Linked DNA regions of Arachis hypogaea: region 1 is linked to region 2. A link is a contact called in public Hi-C data. All regions are on one chromosome and are shown on one strand. The core of a region is the stretch at or near the end of the contact, and the rest is flanking DNA. Distances in the headings are between cores, read along the strand shown. Region 1 holds the start of LOC112750036 (potassium transporter 6). Region 2 holds the start of LOC112750032 (putative potassium transporter 12).

Evidence for each region. Hi-C and Micro-C count contacts between places; a contact is called where the count stands out from the background.
Region 1: a contact with region 2 is called in a Hi-C map of an unstated tissue, with 2.6 times the contacts expected there. The contact joins the promoter of LOC112750036 here to the promoter of LOC112750032 in region 2. A contact is called at or near these places in 3 of 8 Hi-C or Micro-C datasets (leaf and an unstated tissue).

Annotation. Positions count from the first base shown.
Region 1 is chr15:26,451,853-26,456,267 of arahy.Tifrunner.gnm2.J5K5, reverse strand. LOC112750036 (potassium transporter 6) reads right to left here and starts at 1,695. Exons shown (of 8, transcript XM_025798538.3): 1 at 731-1,695; 2 at 22-511. The coding sequence starts at 766.
Region 2 is chr15:26,246,673-26,250,970 of arahy.Tifrunner.gnm2.J5K5, reverse strand. LOC112750032 (putative potassium transporter 12) reads right to left here and starts at 1,258. Exons shown (of 9, transcript XM_025798529.3): 1 at 806-1,258; 2 at 257-485; 3 at 1-180. The coding sequence starts at 1,054.

The sequences.
Region 1 (4,415 bases), core at 446-2,945, 200 kb before region 2:
AAGAAGAATAATAATAATCACCAGAAAGAGCAGGTGTGAGGACCCCATCACCAATCACCATGCAAGTTCCAATCAAAGCAAGAACAAGAAGAATCCTCTGAAGCACCTTATGCTTCTCCAAAGTTGACTTGAGCCTTGATGCAAAGCTCCTCTCTGGTGCCACACCATAACCATCTTTCTTATACTCTGTGAGTTCCTCATCTGCAACCTGCACATTTGGCAGTGAATTCACCCTGGCATGGCGGCACAGCAATGAGTAAAGCGCAAACGTTCCACCTTCTCCATTATCATCAGCCTTAAGCACTATGAACACATATTTCACCAGAGGAACCAAAGTGAAGGTCCAGAACACCAGAGATAACACACCATAGATCTTATCCACGGGCACAGCATCACCAACTTCATCAGAGAAAGTGCTTCGAAATACGTATAAGGGTGAAGTGCTCAAATCACCATAAACAACACCGAGGCTCTGATATGCTAAAGTCAGAACCGTCTTCCATGACTCTATCTGAAAACAAAAAAAAAAAATCACAGAACAAAAGGAAAACGAAAAAAAAAATTAAAAAACTAAAGAAACCTCACATTTTTTAGATAAACCACTAAAAACAACGTTGTTCAAATCGAGAATACCAGAATCTTTCACAAACACCCCAGAATGAAATGAAGTTAAAAATTGAAACTTTGCTGGTTTTTCAGCATGCCCATGTAATTGTAATCTTTCTCTCACCTTTGAGTTTCGACGAGTTCCACCTTCAAGATCCATTCTCACACTTTAGCTCAAAGAACCATATTTCTTTCTCTCTTTTTTTTTCCCTCTTTGATGATGATGAATGAGTCCAATGGCTAAAACAAACTCCACGATTTCAAGTAAAAAAGGGAAAAACTTTTAGAAGAAAACAAAACTAAAAAGAGAAAAAAAAAACGCTCTCATGTACAAAGAAATTAATGAGAATATTAATTACTAATTACTAATATATACTATATGTGTATTTTTGTGTGCGGAAAAAAAGCTGTCCATTTTTTATTATTTTATTCTCTCTCTATGAAGCAACTCTCCAGATCCATGATGGGGTTCTAAACAAATTCAAGGAATCCATTTTTAAAAAAGGAGGAGCAAAATATAAAAAATAAAAATTCAACCTTTTAGAAAACACCTTCTCCAGTGTGCAAATAGTAACAGGAAGATTCACACGAAATGTCAATTTAAATTATTTTATTGACACCAATAGAGACTTGAAAAAAGAGAAAAGAATGGGTGGTATCTTAGTTGGGGTGCTATCAGTATTCAGTAGAACAAACAACCATTGAATGAAGGAAGCAAACAAGAAAGAAAAAGCCACACCTTATATGCAAAGCACTGATAAATACATTAACAAATTAGAAGGCTTTTAAAATATATAAATATATTATACGAGTTATTATACTATTTGCGTGCGTTTTTGGACAAAGTGAAAGTGATTAACGAAATTTGTCTACGGTGATTAATTATCACACGCTATAGAAACTAGAAAGTTAGGAACAGGAAAGAACTAATTTAACTAAACACACTGAGCAAAGTTTGATGGGCGTGGTTGGTGAGAGGTTTTTGCCTTTCGAGTTTGGAGTTTGAAGTTTGGAGTTTGGAGGCTCTGGCGTTAGTTTTTATTGTAAAAGCCATTTTCGATTACTAAAATTATGGACATTGGGTTCCTTAATAATTTTAACATCATAAATCGATTTTTAACCATTTGTGTATTCGTTCAATTCAGTCTCTGCAATTGTAACTATTTGACGATAAATTACATGGAAATATGTCAGGTATGTTCAGGTAAATTTATTTTTATTTTTTTACTCAATTTTTATTTTTATTATTTAAAATACTTTTCATATCTTCTTCGCTTTTCTCTCTTTACAGTTTACACACAATTAAACATAAATTTGGATCTTTTAAATTTTTTATTTTTATTTTAGAGAATAAAGTGTGATCTCTCACATTTGAATAATTTCTTTTTCATATTTTCTCTTGATCCATCTATGAAATAAATGGTGAGAAATCACACTTCTAAAGTAAAATTCAAAATTTAAAAAATCCAAATCCATTAAACATGGGGTGCACATGATCCGATCCGATCCGAAGATTCGGTCCAGACTCGAATAATTTGGAGTTAATTTGGTATGATTTCATTGAGTTTAGGATCGGATATAGGTTTCAAAAATAGATCCATCATTATTTAGGATCAGATTCAGATTCAGATCAAGACGAATCCAATTTCACATGGCCCATGTGTGCTTTAGAAGAACTAAAAAAGATATATATATATATATATATATATATATATATGTTTTAAATTAATTCTAATATTATGTTATATTAATTATAAGTTTATTATTTTGTTTTTAATCACATTTGTTGAAGAAAAAAGTTTGGTAACAAAAAATTTTCAGCTATAATTAGATAAAATTTTTCATAATTTACTTCATTTATATCACCTAATAACAGTTTTATTTTTTATCCTACTCTTTTATCATTTCACTTATCATATTTTTATCAACTCCATTTATTAATGATATTAATTATAATATCATATCCCTTACTATTAGACATTCTTGTCATCAATACTTAATATCTTTTTTATAATTTAATTTTTATATTTAAAAATACAATAACAATTAATAATAATAATAATAATAATAATAATAATAATAATAATAATAATAATAATAAAGAACCGTAATGATAGTATCAATTACATTCAATAATTGTAATTGATTCTTGCCCATTAAGACATTTATCATGACTTACTCGATATGAAACATGAAAACTACCCTAATATATGTCTTCCGTTAATTCAATCATGTTCATTCAAAAATCACAAGAATAATATCATTGCAAGCGCAATAGTGTATAAGTCAAGAAATTTTACAAGAACTCGTCTTTATCATTGCAAATAGTATGTCATTTGAATTCGACCTTAATACGGTACTTATGGCAGAAGGTGCTGAAAAATTTGAATAATAGACAGACTCACCCGATGAAGTTGTTATCAGTCAATCAATTTTCTAAAATATGAAAAACCACACTAACTTTAATGAGATATGATAATAAATTGATTTTTTTTGTGTGTTTTTATGTGCATAATTATAGTATAGTAAGTGTACTAACTAAGTTCATACGCATAACATTCATAAATCCATATACATAACATCCATAAATACATACAACTAACATTTAAAAATTAAATTCATGTTTATTAGATATTACATCCATACACATATCATTTTTTAGTTATTGCATAAATAATTATCAAGTTAAACATAATTTTAAATTTTATCATAATTGAATTTGAAAAAATGTCAAATTCTTAAATTAATTTATTCAATTGATAAATTTACTCATAACATCCATAAATTCATACATATAACATCCATAATTTTATATTAGTAATATTCATAATTTTGTACTCATAATATTCATAATTTCATACATATGATGTCTATAATTAATAAATTTTTATAATTAATATTACTAAATTTTAAACTATGCGTCTTATTATATTTTTTAAATTATCTCATATGTGCACTAATAAGTCATGATTTTAATCATTCTAGTATTTTTATTTAATATTCATATGTTTGCTTATTTATTGATTTTAATATGACGAATTAATAATTATTTTAAAAATTTTTTTTTTAATTTTTGTTTATATTTTATTTTTTATGTTTTATTTTCTAATAGTTTATATATAAAATATGAGTTGTATAATAGATGTTGTTAAAATTTTTTAATTTAATCTCCATAATTTTTGCAAAGAAATTACATTTTAATAGGTAATAATGTGATTGAGGGATGTTAAGAATTTGATTTAGGAGAAACTGAAATTAATTTTGGAACGAACATTAATGACTCAAAACACCCATAAAAAAGGTGGGTGATAAGGAGAATGAATGATAAGGAAGTGTATGTCATTGCTTATCAAGAGAATGAAAATTTTTTTGTAACATTACATTATCGTAATTACTCTTTGGCTACCTGGCATCACTTTTTGTTGAATTAGAAAATAGATCAAATAAGCATGAAATTAGAACTAATGAACAAATTCAAGTTCAACTATGGTTATCAACTTCTCTCTAATAAGTAATTTTTTTTCTTTTTTATAAATGAATGCATCATAATTTTTTGACATAAAATTTATCAAGATCCGGACTTCAACAAGTCAAGACCCGGTTTTAGTGTGGCCCGAAAGTAGCGTAATTTCATCGCGTCTAGAGTCGGGTAAGAATCTTAAAAATAGACCCAATTATTATTTAGAGTCGGATCCGATTCAAAACAAACTCGATTTCACTCGACCATGTGTATCCTTAATTAAACATTAAAAGAGCATAAAAATATTATTTTCTCTTCTCAAAATTTTCAGAATATCAAAAATAAATAA
Region 2 (4,298 bases), core at 9-2,508:
AAAAGGTTTTCAAAGATGAGCTCTTCTCCAAAGTCTCCTTTATGTTTAAAGCCCTTTTCATTTCTGGAGTGGGGAGTTTGAGCCTAAAACTAGAGATATGTTCATCGGCTGGTTGACGATTCGGAAGCATATTCACATTTGCATATCTGCAGATCAAGGAGTATAGCGCAAACGTTCCTCCTACAGTTGAACCATTCAATGATAATAAATGTGGAATTTAGCTACAACAATGGTTAGAGGGAAGTAAATCTGTTACCTTCTCCATTGTCATTTGCTTTGAGAACAACAAAAACATACTTTGCCAATGGAATAAGAGCTATTGTGTACATTACTAGTGATAAGGCCCCCAAGACATCAACGTCCGACTCGATCGGAACCTTGCTAAAGACATCTGCAAAAACATAGAGAGGACTTGTTCCCATGTCCCCATATACCACGCCAAGAGTCTGAAATGCTAATGCAAGAGTGGGCCAAAGTGAAGCATCCTGATTTACATTAAAATACATTTATGTCTTCAACTGTATACTTGAGAGGTTTATTTGAAATTATGCATCACTTGAATTATTAAATGTTCAAATTGTTGGACGGCGGATACAAGCAACAAAATCAATGATATTGAAATGGTGGCTTCAAGTTCTTATGAATACCAAGCTCATTAGAGAAGTGTTGTACCAAGTAACTGCAATTAACGAGAAATTGACCATTGAAGAACAAAACTGATTTCATTGAATCCTTGAAGGATCAACTTGAGCCCCAAAATGCAGAACGAACAAACATGCATGAAACATAAAAATGACAAAATCACCTTGGAGTGTTGATCTTGACTCTTAGCGATGGCCATGACTTCAACATCCAAAGAATTCAATCTCTTGGGACCCTTCAAAAGCCTCCTCCTCACTGATCCATACCCTTCTCTACCCTCATTTGACCATGCAGGAACCTCCATAGTATCCACTTCACTGCCATCAACCCACCTTGACTCAATACTACTCCCTTCATTGCTTCCACTTTCCAGCAATCTCGCATTGCTCTCTTCAACCCCACCAACTTCCATTTCTCTCCAAACTCCCAAAGTGAATTGTCTGAATCTTTGAAACCTTATAATATAAACTCACTTGGGTCTAATATACTAAGGAGTTAGTGATCAAATAATATTACTAATCAAATTTGTGTGACAAATGAAATGAAGACAAGTGTACAAACCATAGGTGGATCAATGCTTAATTTTTGTGATGGTATGAATGATTGAATGCAGCATGGACAAGACTAATATGTATGTTGTTTTTATGGAAGATGCCATGTGATGAGAGTGGCACCTTAGACCCTACAAGATGGGTCTCTCATTTTTCTTTTGCACTAGTTTTCTTGCTGGACTTTTCTTGTCAGAAAGGACCTAGTATAATTCCAGCACAAGTCCTTCGTTATTATTACTTTATTACCTCAAAGGATAAACTATCCAAATATTTTTTGTATCTCCTAAATTAGTAAATTCATAATATCAATAGAAAATTATTTAGTGATTTAGGAATATGAAAAAACAAAAAATCAAAATAACTTTTACCGTCAAATATTATAATTTGTTTTGATAAGCAAAATATTTCAAAAGCTTTTAATGATATTTTTTAAAATATATAATTGAATAGCTATATAAAAATTTTATATAAAAATGACTACTAATTTCTAATTAATTTTACACCGTCATCATCACGTAGGCAATATTTATACCAAACAAATAAAAATAACACTATCAAATAGAAAAAAAATTACCGATTAATTGATATTTATTAAAATACCGATTATATTATGTGTACATTAATATTAATTAATAAAGTCTGTTATCAATATAAAATATATATCAAAAATAAATTAAATTATATATATACAAATACATTAATAACTGATTTTAGTATATGAATAATATTTTTTATTAAAATAATACCTTCTATAATAAAAAAATATCATCTGCTTTTATTAGATATCTATAATAAATTTTCTTCCTCTTGTGTTACTTACCATTATATAGCACGCACAACAAAATTATTGAGTATCCGCCAGATATCTACATTTGGTGATATGTTGATAAATATAGGTTTTTTTTTTTTTTTTACCAAAGATAGGAGATTTAAATCCGTAACTTTTTAATTGAATATGAGAAGACTATGCTATTTGAACTATAATTTATTGGCATAGATTAAAAAGAACAAATATAACAGATCTATTATAATTTAATAATATTTTTCTATCATAATAAATTTGTTGAACAAAATAGGTTACATCATAATGAATTTAATAAAGCAATAATTAGATTATACTCGTGTTATTGCTTGTACTAGTATTTAGGGTGTGTAAATATACTAACATCATATATTACGAACACTATAATATGAGTATATTTATTTTTATTGGATTGAATTAAATTATTAATTAATTTAAATTATATTTATTTAAATTTTGAGTTTAAAATTTTATAATTTTAAAATTTTAAATTATTTGAATAAAATTGAGTGAACTTAAAAAATAAAAATCAAATACAATATTATCTAAAATATAATATCAACGTATTAAGAGATTATGTACATGTATTGAATAATTTTAAAATTTTAAATTGTTAATTTTTTTAATTTAAAAAATTTAAGTCATTAATTTTTTTCAAATTAAATGTTTAATTAACCATATAAGTACAAGATTATAAATACGTAAATATTATGTTTAAATGATTAAATCATTACAATTATACACGTATGTCGGATACACTAATATTAAATCCATTATACTTATATCCTGAATTTTCTTTTAATTTACCATATTCCGAATACTGTGTATCCGATTTATGTTTTAATAATTTTTTTGGCACAATATCCAAAATGTATAATTTGTATTTAATATCTTAAATTATCTGTAATTATATATTTTAGTAAATATAATATTTATTTAATTTAAATAAAAAACTCAAAGAAAGAGAGTATGTGCATTTAATTGGCATTTAATGATATTAAATGACTCTTTATATTTATTAATGGAGTAATAAATTTAATCAATTTTAAAAATATTTTTAGTCAAACACTTTAAACTTTTGGAAATGTTTGGTAACAAAAAAAAATCAGCCAAAAATAGTCATAATTTATTTTATTTAGCATTTATTAATTATTACAACAATTAATTAATGTTAAATAAGACAAGTTCTGACTATTTTTTTGTCTTAAATTTTAAAAAAATTAATTAACAAATTAATTCTTAAAAATTATTTTCATTAGATAATACATTTTTTAAATTAATATTGTTGTTAGTAAATAACATCATTCGTGTACATACAGCGGTAACTAGTTATGTAGCCATCTATATATTTATCTATTTATATTTTATAAAAGTTGATGTGAAATTGTCAATATTTCTATACAATAAATTTTAGTTATTTTTTTTTTTAATGATGTCATATCAACATTTTTAAACACATGATAACATATGAGAATTAACCATATCTTTAAGAAAAAGAATAAAAAAATTAAAAAGAAAAAACTCTTACCTATAATTATTATTCAATTAAAACATAAATTACTAATTGAACGCAATAAATATATACATTAAAAATATCATAATAATCATAATTATAAAAAAATTTCGTTACAAATATTCAAATTTTACATAATTTAGCATACTTATACATATGGTACAAGACTCTTATTATTACACTATCACTAAAAAAAAATGTTGAGTACCGTTAGATTTTGCGTCGGACGTTAGCAGCGAGTTTTTCGTTGGATTTGGCAATAAATTCGTTACTCTAAAATATTGCTGTCAGAATTGATGTTCTGACGATAACATCGACGGTAATATTTGAAGGGAAAAAAGAAATTTTGGCGAGCTCACTACCATCGGATTTTCCAGCAGGTAAATCCGACGGTAACCTTGTTTAATGAAATGTTGCGTTTTGGGCACACGGAAAATGTCACCGTCAGATTTTTTCGACGATAAATCCAACGGTAATTAATCGTGCCCTTAACCAAAGAACGAACTGTAGTCTCCCTCATTTCGAATTTCTCCATTCTCTCTCTTCATCACCACCCCCTCTCTCTCATCACTGCCTCTACCTCTATTCTCTGTCCCCTCCTGTTGCCGCTGCTGCCGCTCCACCGTTCTCGGCGAGCCAGAACCTCTGCCGCCGGCCATGCTCAACGCTCTACGTGGATTTAGGGAAGCAGAACCTCCACCGCGAGCCATGCCTCCACCACTGCGACGTCTGCCGCTCTCTCTACCGATGCGCACTTCGACAAGCCACCTCCACCGCTGTAACCTCCACC